Regions from separate parts of the Mus musculus genome. Here region 1 is linked to region 2. A link is a contact called in public ChIA-PET data. All regions are on one chromosome and are shown on one strand. The core of a region is the stretch at or near the end of the contact, and the rest is flanking DNA. Distances in the headings are between cores, read along the strand shown.

Region 1 (6,472 bases), core at 2,086-4,585, 410 kb before region 2:
CATCTCTTCCACATCTCCTCCTCCCCAAACGCCTTGTGTGGGAGACACATCACTCACCCAGGTGGGTGAAGAGGTTCTTTGCCACTTGGAGAAGAGCCTGGGAAGGAGGAAGTGAAGATCGTAAAGATGGCCCGGGATGTTCTCATCCCTTCCCAAGTGCTCCTAGAGCAGGCTGGCAACTGACGTGCCTAATGAAACCCTTTGGGTACTAAGTGAAGGAGCTGGGGAAGAATAGTGAAGTTCTTGGGTCTCAAACGGCTGCCACCTTTGCCTCTGGCTGCCCAGATGTTGTGGTAGTGCCCGTGTTAGACACTAGAGGGCAATCACAGACAATGCCTAGAGCCCAGGGAAATACTGACCTCTCTCTCTTTAAGGGACTTCCAGGTCACTAGGTTACCCAGCCACAGTGCTGCCACTGGCCTAGATAACCCAGGCAGCATCACCCTCGTGGATAGCCTTCTGGGGCTGGCGCGCGCAGGTTCTTGGGAAAAGCTCAAGGCAGGCACTCACCTGGCACTCACACTTGAGCTTCTGCTCCTTCTGGAAGGCCAAGGTGCTGGTGAGCACCGTGCCTGTGTAGTGGAAGCAGTGTTGGATCACGTGTTCATCCTCATCTGTGAAGCTGGAAGTCGGGCTGGGGGTCAGCAGAGAGGACAGGGAAGATGGCCTTCTCGGCCCCTTTCTCCTTTCCTGCATGCTACCAGGAAGCTCCTATCTGCCAGCTAATGAAACTCTTCACACTGGGACTACACACCATGCCTTCTCCCCCTTCAGGCACAGAGCTCTAGGGAAAGCTCTGACTGCCCTCAGACCAAAATGTGGGTTCCTCCTCAGGCCACTGTTTATTTGAGGCAGGCTTATGTACATGTTGCTCAGGCTGGCCTGGAACTTCTAGGCTCCCGTGATCCTCCCACTTCAGACCCCCTAGAACCTGGGGCTATTGCCATAGTGCCATGACACCCCCACTCTCAAACTCACAAATCTCCTCCAAGCTTGTTGAAGGCGCAAGCCAGGGCCACCACCTGGTCAGTGGCTCGGCTGATGACAGGGACACACAGCATAGCCTGCAGCTCACAACCCAACATGTTTTGCAGCTGTTGCACATCGTCCTGCAGAGATGAAGGAACAGTGAGGAGGGGCAGTGTGCCTCTTCCCTAGCTCTCACCACACTCCGAAGCCCGTTATGGCACGAGGACAGGGTGTCACCAAGTCTGGGTCTTGTCTCCCCATCTCTAGGCTACCCCATTCCAAAGACACTGGGGCTTGAGCAAAGGGTTTCCCCCTCCCTCTCCCTTGGCTCAGCATGGCCATGGCTTACAGAGGTTAGGTCCTTCAACTGGATACACTGCTTGTCTTCCACCACCTGCCCCAGACGTCCCATGGTCAACTGGAAAGTGAAGAGAGACCCCGTTGGCCCAGCTCTCCCTGGGTCAACCCATCCTTGCCTTCCAAGTCTGGAAGTTTCAACAAACCCTTTGAACAGTTCAGGAATGGATGGAGCTGATGCTGAGAAGCAGAGGAGAGAAGTGGGGGGGGGGGGTTGGAGAGGGACGACTTGGTAATCAATAGTGAACTTGAGGGTTTTCCCTAACTAGAGAGTGATAAGCAGACCCCAAAGAGTCTCACTGATCTCAAGAGATTCTAACAGGTTCGTGTCTAGAAACACTCAAGCCTGTCTCATCTAAGGCTTCCTCTACGAGCTTGCTTCTACTAGAGTCTGATCATGAGAGACAGGGCTCCTTCGTAATTCTTCTAAGTAGCTCTCACGACCTGGACTGCTCCCACCAAGACATCTAGGTGGCCCCAGTTGCTAGGCCTTCCTGGTCCCTGCAGGCTCCAATGCTGAGGATGGAGATGGAACTCACTGGAAAGCTGACCTCTTCTCCCAGCACTTTGTCTCCAATGACCTGTGGGACCCAGGAATGGAGACAGGTTTATGGGAGGAAAGGCAGACACGGGTTGCCCCGCCTCACCGTGGACTTGAACCCTCACCTTGCAGGAAAGCTGTAGATTGTCCTCCGACACCAGCAGGAGGCAGCAGTGAGTGGCCTGTGTCTCCTGCTGCAGCTGCAGGGGGACAGACAGAGCCAGGCTGAGGGCGGGGCTGGAACACCCGCTAGCCTCTCTGGGTTTTTCAGGATTGTAGAAGAGAAGAGAGGGTGGGGTGTCCCAATCTGAACAGAGGTGATGGGGTCAAGGGTCTGTTGGTCTTTGGAGAGAGAGAGGGTGGAAGAGGAGATAGATGCTCAGGGACTCACATATTGAAGGACTTTGAGCTGCAGAGAAGTAGCATCCAAGTCAAAGAGTTCCCCTGCAAGAACAAGGCTGAAATCAGAGAGGGCTCTGCCTTGCCTGGGGGCTGCTTCCAGGCTCCACCCCTGCCTCTCCTCAGGCTCCGCCCCTGTCTCTCCTCAGGCTCCACCCCTGTCTCTCCTCAGGCTCCACCCCTGCCTCTCCTCAGGCACCGCCCCTGTCTCTCCTCAGGCTCCGCCCCTGTCTCTCCTCAGGCTCCGCCCCATCTCTCCTCAGGCTCCACCCCTGCCTCTCCTCAGGCTCCACCCCTGCTTCTCCTCAGGCTCCACCCCTGCCTTGCTTAAGGCTCCACCCCTGACTCTCAGGCTCCGCCCCTACCTCGCCTCAGGCTCCACAAGACCACCCAGAACACCCACATGCTTTCCAAGTGTTATCTGGGTTCTGCCTTGTGTTATAACTCACCTCTCAGGTCCCGCCCACTCCAGAGACCTGGCCCTGCCCCTCCAGGATCGACCCTATCCTATAGACCTGCCCGAGTTTGGCCCTCACCACACAGTTGCAGGATCTTTCGGTCATGGTCGGTGTACCCCTTCTCATCCTTTTGATCTTCAGAGGCATCCACTGACGTGTTCTGAACAGCTTCAGGCCTGCGCTGCTGCAGGGCCTGCACCCTCCGCAGGGCTACCAGAGCCTAGGGGACGGCCGAGTGGTCAGCATGACCTTGCCGTTCAGTGTCACTACCTGACTCCCCTCCTTAGCTCAAACAAATCCCTCTTGGGTCCCCCATAATGTTCATTGCCTATCCCTGTTCTGGTTCCAAACAATTCAACCCGCTGGTCCCTCCACTTCCTAGGAGCTCCCACTGTCCTTAGAGCCTCGCTTCTTCCACGGCTAAGTATAGCTGCCCCCGGACCCCCGCTCGCAGACTCTTCAAAAGAGGATCAGATTTCCTGTCTAACACCACCCTGATTAAGATCACAGACTCCTGAAACATTAGGCAGAAAAGAGCCTCAGTTATACACAGGGTCTTTGACTCATCACTAACCCAGCTAAGTTAGCGCTATGTTACCCCATCTTCAGTTGTGAAACTGCTTGCTCAAGGTGGTCACGCTGGAACCAGAAGCCAGGCCTGTCCAGCTCTCTGGCCAGATCGTCTTTCCTACAAGCTCTGGTAAGGATCCTCAGCAGCCCCTGTGTTACCACGATCCTACCCGACTCACGTGCTTCTCTACCACCTGCAAGCTCTGTTCCTCACTGTCACTCAGCTGGCCACAGTGCACCTGGAGAGAAGGGAGAAGCGACCAGATGTGACCTTCCCCAGTCTGTCTTCACTTGCATGTCCTCCCGTGGCCAGCTCAACACCAGTTGCCACCAATACAGTCTATGACCTCCATGTAAGCCAGGCAGCTAGCTCTGAAGGTGACTTTCCCAAGGAAGACGTCCAGGGCAGGTGATAAGAGTGGAACTTTCCTGTCTGTCCCATCACTTTCCACGCTTACTGTTCCGTTCCTGGAGCAAACTGTGCCACAGACAGCCCAGTCCAGGTATACAGAGTCAGGAAGGCGGACCTCAGACCCTTCTCCATCGTCCACACACGGAGCGCTTCAGGCCCTGATTAGAGGATTTGTGGAATTGGCTTTAGCCTCCAGCTCCATCCGTTCTGAGTGGGGTTTGAGTTGCCCTTACATCTGGGGTTAAAGAAGGGAGCCCAGGCATGACTGACACCTGCCAGGAAGCTGTGCACAGATGAATGGGCTGAGGGAGGGAGTGCTTTTTGCCTTACACATGGTTCTCACCATGGGGAGATGCAATCTTCCCCTTACAGATGAGCCAGGGAGGCCAGAGGTGGGGGACCTTCCGAAAATCATCAAGCAGAAAGTAGCAGCGTTAGGACATCTCTATCCACCCCTCCCCTTCCCGCTTCCATGTTGACTCTCTAGATTCATTCTTACCACGCGGTTATCCTCCCCTGTCCTGTGTCCCTGTGCTAGTTAGTCACCAGGGCTCACTTCAGCCATCTTTCATGCTCTTCCTCTAGCACTCTTGGGTGTTTAAGAGGGAAATGTGGAGAAACGGGGATGGAAAAAAGCAGAGATGACAGCCTAGGGACCCATGGTGGCCCGCCAACAAGGCTTCCTCCCCACCTGCTGTCTCAACTTCCTTAGCTTACTCAAAGCTGTTCGCCACCTGTGGGGCTCCCACAGTGCTCGCAGGGGGTGTGGGCTTCATCCTGCTTCCCTCACCCAGCAGCCCCTGCCTGCCTCCCTGCGCTGGGTCCCCTGCCAGGAACAGATGAGGAGGAGGAGACCAGCAGGAAGCTCACAGGCTGGCCAGGAGCGGGATGAGTCGGGGTACGCGTGGAAGGGGGTGTGGGACCTTATACCTGAGGGGGTCGGGGTACATAGACAGACTGTGACTCTTAGAGGGAATGGGATCTGGGGGGCTTCCTGCGCTGGAAGTACAAGCAGAAGGGGGCGCTGTAGATAGAAGGCTGTCCTGATTAGGAGCCAAGTGGGAGGTTTACAGGAAGATGAGGTCCCTGGGATAGGGAGTAAAGTCCATGGAGTCACTGAGGGAAGGGCCTAGAACTTGGGATTTAGGATGCTGTGGTAAACTTTAGATCTGATAGCTGTCATCTATGGGACGGAAGGTAAATGACAGGAAGCAAGACTAGAGCCAGGAAGACCTGGAGGAGACTGGAGGTGGGAGGGTTAGGACTGAGTTGAAGCTGCATGCTGTTTACATAACTGTGCTGGCCTTTTCTGGTTAGGATGTAGAGGAGAGCCCCATCTCTCAGGGAGAGGAGCAGGTGGGACCCCTCTAGAGCTGGGAGCAGTGGGGGAACCAACTCCTTGGTTTCCCAAAGGCCTGGACCCAGAAGCAGAACTGTGAGGCTGAAATTGCTGAGGGAAAAGAAGAAACTGTGATGTTCCCTCATCCCAGCATGCACTGCTGGGCTGCCTCAGTCCAGCCAGTCAGCACATGCTCAGGCACACACAGGTACTTGCTGCAAGAACCTTAGGCCCCTTCACATGTACACACTTGCATTCACTGCCCCATGGAAACACACACACACCACCACTGCCTGCACCATCCACATGTACACACTCAGGAAATTAGTTCATACACCCAAGAGCCACACCCATACTTCCGACATTTCATAACACAAACCAGTTCATCCCCCCAACACACTCCCATGTGGTAACATTTACCCTTGTAAATGCTAATGTTAAGGTGGGTGTCTGGGGTTCGGTGGGAAATGCTAATCGGTGGGCACCAGGGTTTAGAAAGAATGAAAAACTTGGCCAGACTACCAGGCCCACTCCCATCAAGTTCAGCATGACTAATGTCATGAACACCCTACTCCATGCAAGGAGCTAACAGGCAGGGCTAGGGGACAGGGAGCAGGCGCAAAGCATCATATGCCAGAGACCAAGAGCCGCCCACTCTTCAAAGAGACTTATTCTCCCAGAACTGGGAAACAGAGTGAGGCTTTCCACACAAAGACTGTGCAATCAAGGCGCCTTGAACTGAGCTGGGAAAGTTGAGAACTCCGGCACTCAGCTGTGCACCTGGATGGCACGTTGCTCAGCAGGTCCTTTGCTGACTGCAGCTCCATCTAACCCAGTGCTCCTCACAGGACTACCCGGTCTGCTGGCTACAGCTTGTGAGCGGCTGCAATCCTCCCTTACATGTACCACCTGTTTCATGCCCTCCAGACAAATGGTCTGAAGGCGGGAGCTGATGACCTAGCTTGGTCATTTCTGTGTTCCCAGAACATAGCGCAGTGCTCCATAGTAGGAAGTAGGTCTTGGATGAATGTGTGCGTGGGTGCGTGCATGCCTGCCTGCTTGCATGCATGCATGTGTAGACAATAGACACCGACAGCAGAGACCCAGATAAAAGTTTGGAGTTATCAAGGAAGGAGCTGATGACTTATGGTCCTCCCTCTTCCTTTGTCCCCTCTACCTTCAGGACTGGGTAGCAGCTGGGTACCCCATGGCTGCCTGTGCTGCCTCCGGAGAGATGAAAGATCCTGTGACCCAGGGAGCAGCTGTCAGATGTGTGTGCCTTGGGGAGCAGGCGTCCTAAGAAGTGTTTCTACCTGACTGGGGAAATTCAGGCTTAGAGAATTGGACAGTGATATGCTCTAAAGTCCTTTCAAGAGCTTTTCGCTCTTGTCGGGATCCTTGAGCAGATGAGGAAATGTCTGTCAGAA
Region 2 (5,867 bases), core at 2,166-4,665:
GGTCTGGCCTCAATGAGAGAAGACTCACTTAACCCTCAAGAGACTTGAGGCCTCAGGGAGTGGGGAGGCCTGGCGGGCTGGGGGAGGGGGGAGGCATCCTCTTGGAGGGGGGGGGAGGGAAGGAATGGGATGTGGAACTGTGGGAGGACTGACAGGGAGGGAGGTAATGACTGGACTGTAAAAAAAAAAAGATATTATATATTATATGTAGAGAGAGTTACCAAAGTTGCTAGCCTCTAGATGATGACTTTACTTGACTTACTTGACTGTCCCTTTAACCTATGCACACTTCAGTATGCTTATTTCTTCACTGAAGTCTCTTGCAGGCAGACGCAAGGTCCTCCACCTGAGTCTGCCATTTAGATCAGCCACGTCAAGACTTTCCTCAGAATGCTAAGCCAAGTAAGTGAGCAGCCCCGCCACCATTCCTACTTCTGGACAAAGGACTAGCATTTCTAGGGAACCGCAGGGTCTGATTCTGGCTTATCTGTCACTTGAGAAACCTCTTGTGGGCAGAGTCAATGAGTTGGAACACTGTGGCAAGGTGACAGCTGCTGATGTGACTCAAAGCACAGAACAAAGCTTGCTTCCAGGCAGAGCTTTGTTGTCCACTTGCTCAAGCAACTGAGCAGGACGCAGCAGGAAACCAAGGACCAGGAGCTTCAGGCAGGTTCTCCAGGGCCTGGCAGGGCCTGGCAGAAACCCTAGGGTGCTGGAAAAGTGACAAAGGACACTCATATCAAAAGAGAGAACAAAGGCTTGACAGAAGGAAGCAGGACACTGAGGGAAAGGATATGATGCTTCCCATTGACCCTCAGCTTTCCTCAAAGCGTAGCCCCTGTGATGGTTTGTATATGCTCAGGTCACAGAGTGGCACTGTTAGGTGTATCCCTGTTGGAGGAAGTGTGTCACTGTGGGTGTGGGCTTCAAGACCCTCATCCTAGCTGCCTGGAAGCCAGTATTCTGCTGGCAGCCTTCAGATGAAGATGTAGAGCTCTCAGCTCCTCCTGCACCATGACTGCCTGGGTGCTGCCAAGTTCCTGCCGTGATAATAATGGACTCAATCTCTGAACCTGTAAGCCAGCCCTAATGAAATATCTTTTATAAGAGTTGCCTTGGTCATGGTGTCTGCTCATATCAGTAAAACCTTAACCAAGACAGCCCCTCACCATACCCCACCCTGGAATGGGACTCCTGGCCAGAGAGGGGCCTCCAACACCCTTATAAGCTGTCCTTCACCCTCACAAGCTATCTTTCTCCCTCAAAGCTGGGCTGCCAGTCACTCAGCCCCTTTCACTTCCCTTGCTAACCACACCTGCCCCTACCAAAGCCACAGGAGCACCTACATTTCAATTTTCGTTTCCTCTGCACCTTTGTGTGTTTCTTTTTCTCAACAGAGGTGGGGCCTGACACCCTGAGCTCTCTCATCAAGGCCTCTTTGTAGTTACTCCTGCCTGACCCCAACCACATACTCTGTCCTCTGTCTTCCTTGCTGCCTAGATCAAGCTGTCTGCCCTTAGGCTCCTCTGCTTAAATGCACCCTGTTTTTTTTTCCAAATTAAGTCCAACGTCTTGGAGATTTTGTTTTTTGTATTGTCCACAATTTTTTTCAAGAACTCATCCAAAATATCCCAGATAAATAGCTAATTCTCATTATCTTTCTTTTATTTATCCTGATTAATTTGAAAGCAATATAACATGTAACTGTCTATACTGTTAGCAACTATACACAGCCAATCAGATTATTCTTTTTTCATTTCGTTTTGGATGTATTTTGTGGTTTTTTTTTTTCAACAAGGACTTAAGTAGCCCAGGCTGGCTTCCAACTCACTGTTTAACTAAAAATGACCTTGAACTTCTAATCCTCCTGCCTCTACCTCCCAAATGTGTGTGTACTTTGAACCTTCCTTGAATATTTTGAAGCCTATTCTTCACATAGTTCTTAGTGGCATATTTAGAGTATCTTTTAGAATAAGGCACCTGCTATGATCTAGCTACAACTTTTCAAAGGCTACAAAAAATTCCAGCTAAGAGCCAGGACTTTTCCATTTATTTTGATTCTCTCTTAAAGGACTTGCTTGAAATTGGTAGATAATTCTCTCATCTACAGGAAGAGAGGCAGTCAAGGATAAATTTTAGAGTGCTCCTTCCTGCCCACTCCACTACCCACTCTTCACTGTAAGCTTTTTCATGGGTGCCAGAGTGGCAGCTAAGGGCAAGCTTATTGGTTGGCACCAGCCAGCCTAGACATCCTCACCTCTCAAGTCCATGTGTTGCGCCCATCACACCGTATGCATCCATTGTCCCACACTTGCCGGGCTGCCTTAGCAATCTCACACTTTTTAATGACTTCTGCATGCGCTGGTCCCCTTGCCTTCAGCACCTTTCCCCCCTCTCTCTGCAGGCTAAGCTCCCATTTCCCCCTTTTAAATATCAGTTCAAAGCCATCCTTATTAATTAACAGTTTGCCCATAGCTGGGTGCTGTTGCCTGCCTTTGAATCCCAGCACTAATACAGAAGCAGGCAGATCTCTGAGTTTTAAGGCCAGGCAGAGCTACAGAGTAAAATTGTCTGTCTCAGAAACTAAAATAATGAGACTTCTTTGTTAGGTTTTGTTCTTGTTGTGTTTTGTTCTGTTTTGAGACAAGGTCTCATTCTGAGGGCCACACTGACCTGGAACTCACACTGCTGCCCAGGCTGGCTTCACACTCACAACCTACCCTTTGCCCGAGCCTTGTAGGTGCTGGGTTACAGGTGTGAGCCACCAGGCTTGTGAAAGCCACTGCTTCTGTGAGGAAGTCCTCCTTTCCCTCCCTAGCTGTGAGTTTGTTCTTCCAGGCCTAACCTGACTCAGATCTTGGGGAGAGCACCAAGCAAATGCTTCTCTTTGGCTGCATCCTCTTTTCAATTCCTCTTTCTTTTCACACTCGAGCCCCATCTGAGCAACTAAAGCTCTGTGACCTTAGGCAAGTCACTGCACCATCCCTGGACCTCCCCCTGAGAGGACCCCTTCTCCCGCTAATGATCCTCCACAATGCTGAGTCCACTGCCAGCAAGGTTACAGGGGCCAGACTCCTTATAAACAAATTGCCTCTTGGATCCCCATCCCCCCACCCCTTCCAGAAATCCTTATTTCAGGGGTGAACTTAGCCAAGCCCCACTTCTTAAAATAGAAGTGCCTGAACTCAGCGAAGCATTGAGATTTGCCTGTCATGAACCTATTTCATAGCTTTTTCCTTTATCGTCCTCCTGAATCCTTGAGCCAGCCTACTTGCCAAAGATAACCTCTGACCAGGACTGAGACCAGACAGCAAGCCTTCTCCTGCACCAGGCCTTCGCCTCACCTGTTGCTGCCTCATGAGCTCTCAGGGCCAAAGCTGCAGACGTCCGACAGTTTTACTTCCCTCCTGGCTGCAGAGACTACACAAGAGCAACTGTCAGAGCTCAGGCACTTCCGTTTCACTCCGAACCAGGCCTCCTTTCCACCTCCTTTCTAGGCAGCAAGCAAGCTGTGGGCCTCTGTGTGTGCCAGCTCCCAGATGGTCTTGTTCCTCCTGGAGGCTTAGGCCAGTCAGCATCAGTTCTGAACTCCCTACGGACGAGAGAAAACCTTGTGTGCTTGAGGCAGGAAGCCTATTTGCCTCAATCTCTGGAGAATAGGGTTCTGGCCTTGATGAAACTTCAGTTCACCTGTATAGTTGGGGACAGAAGAAACACGCAGAAAATCATGAGCCCCCTAGTCCTGATGAAACCTGTTCAATTTTAAAAATGGAAAGATCCCCTCTTAGAAAGGGACTGGCTCAGGTGGAAAGGCAGTGATGTTCCCGGGACATTCGTAGGGAAGCCTGATCTTTTTTTGTTTGTTTGTTTTGTTTTTCAAGACAGGGTTTCTCTGTGTAGCCCTGGCTGTCCTGGAACTCACTCTGTAGACCAGGCTGGCCTCGAACTCAGAAATCCGCCTGCCTCTGCCTCCCGAGTGCTGGGATTAAAAGCATGCACCACCACTGCCCGGCTCAGGAAGCCTGATCTTAAATAACGATTCTCTAAAAGTGCTTTTTTTGTACATTAGAAGAGAGAGACATCCACGGAAAGTGTGTGTGTGTGTGTGTGTGTGTGTGTGTGTGTGTGTGTGTGTGTGTTCTTGTAGTCTTTATAATGCTAAGGTTAAACCTGGGTTCTCACAGATGCTTGGCAATGTTAAAGTAGCTCTAGCTCTCTACAACCAAGATGCACCAGCCTAACTTTTTTATTGTTTTAGGACAAGGTTTCATGATTTTTGCAGACTGGTCTCAAACTCATGGGTTCATGCTATGTGATCCCATGGGCACATGCGCAGCATAATTGTTTTATTTTTCTATTTCCCTTTCACCAGGGAGGCAGGAGCCTCTTCTCTGCTGCCCAGATGCACACCTACCTGTCTCCCTGCAGCAGGCCCGTGACTCTGGCTGCCAGTTAAACCAGTTAACCTTTACAATGTTCTGAAACTAATTACCAAGGCTTAACCACAGAAGGCAAACATGTAACATAGCATGAGTAGATTCCCACCTAAGCTGAGGAACATCTTTGGGATATCTAGAAGCCTTTTGGGCTTGGGGTCTGGGTTCTTCCACAGAGAGGAGTCCGGGCAGAAGGGCTTCTCACCAGCACACAGTTAATCCACACACACCTGTGAAGTACCACAGGAAGGAAGATGGTGCTGACTTCTCCATTTCTCTAGCTCATTTTCCTTTCTAACTTACCGTCCCCAAGGATAGGGAAGGCATTAAAGATCAGGTAGTCTCAATAGGGGATGTGGCTTGGTTGACTGAATGCTTGCCTAACATGCACAAAGCTCTGGGTTCAATCCCCAACACTGCATAAATGAGGGAAAGATGTGCACTTTGTAATCTCAGGACTCTGGAGGTGGAATCTGGAGGTCAGAAGTCCAAGGTCATCCCTTGACTACATACCTAATTGGATGGACCAGCTAGAGATCCTGTCAAAATATAATACATGTGCCCGTGTACACACACACAGACACACACACACACAGACACACACACACATACAGAGAGAGAGAGACAGAGACAGAGACAGAGATACAGCTTTGCCCCCTCTAGATCTTTTTATTGGACTAATGCTAGAGGCATACAGTATTTAATTTCTGAAATCCAACAGGCTCTTGACTTTGGACATCATCTGAGGAGAGAGAGAGAGATTCGTAAAGAACCCTACAGAGACAGTTATGGTGGTTCATGCTTAGATATCCAGTACTCTCCAGGTTGTGCCTGTAAGAGGCTACAAGATTTCCACGAGCTCAGAGTCAGCCTGAGCTACATAATGAGTTCTAAACTAGTTTTGACTACAGAGTAAGACCCTGTCAAAAGAATTAAGTGGCATCTCCCAACACTTAGCTTATCTCTGTGAGTTCCAGACGGACCTGGTCTACATAGTGAGTTTCAAGATAGCCAAGACTACATAGTAAGACCCTGTCTCAGAAAATAAAACAAAATAAGATAAAAGCCTACAGAGGTAAGTATGATAAGTGAGATTTCTTGGGGAAGCAGACGAGACCTGTGCCTGGGATCTTGAAACATTGTTAAGTCACCAAGTGGAGAAGTGGGGGAGGGGCAAGGAATAGCCCAACTTGCCAATTAGTGCAATCCATTCTGATGCAGGAGGCCTGATTTCAACACAATTCTTTGCCTTTCCTCAAGTTTTATCAGCTAACAACCCTCCTGGGGGAATTCTATCTATGTAGAATCTATAGTCGGCCCTAGAGCTATCTGGCTTTCTCTCTCCCCACCCGATAGAGAACAACTGCATAGAGAGATAGTGACTATCCAGTGTGGACTGCCGCACTAGTGTGGAGCTCAGAAAACAGCTTT

Evidence for each region. ChIA-PET counts read pairs in DNA pulled down with a chosen protein or histone mark.
Region 1: a contact with region 2 is called in an RNA polymerase II ChIA-PET map of memory CD8 T cells, with 17 read pairs. The contact joins two enhancer-like sites. A contact is called at or near these places in 1 of 39 promoter capture datasets (pre-B cells), 1 of 484 Hi-C or Micro-C datasets (embryonic stem cells), 6 of 115 datasets of contacts at active chromatin or transcription factors (embryonic stem cells, large pre-B cells and memory CD8 T cells) and 1 of 9 other capture datasets (embryonic stem cells).

The regions. Positions count from the first base shown.
Region 1 is chr7:101,497,449-101,503,920 of GRCm38.p6, reverse strand. Pde2a (phosphodiesterase 2A, cGMP-stimulated) reads right to left here. Exons shown (of 30, transcript NM_001143849.2): 6 at 3,474-3,533; 7 at 2,803-2,944; 8 at 2,259-2,311; 9 at 1,993-2,067; 10 at 1,866-1,907; 11 at 1,319-1,387; 12 at 979-1,109; 13 at 511-622; 14 at 58-97. Among named protein-coding and RNA genes, the nearest start is that of Mir139, 25 kb to the right of the region's middle. Within about 2 kb of position 3,335, at least 29 of the 459 cell types and tissues checked have an H3K27ac peak or open chromatin away from gene starts, as enhancers often do.
Region 2 is chr7:101,090,404-101,096,270 of GRCm38.p6, reverse strand. No RefSeq gene overlaps it. Among named protein-coding and RNA genes, the nearest start is that of Fchsd2, 15 kb to the left of the region's middle. Within about 2 kb of position 3,415, at least 102 of the 459 cell types and tissues checked have an H3K27ac peak or open chromatin away from gene starts, as enhancers often do.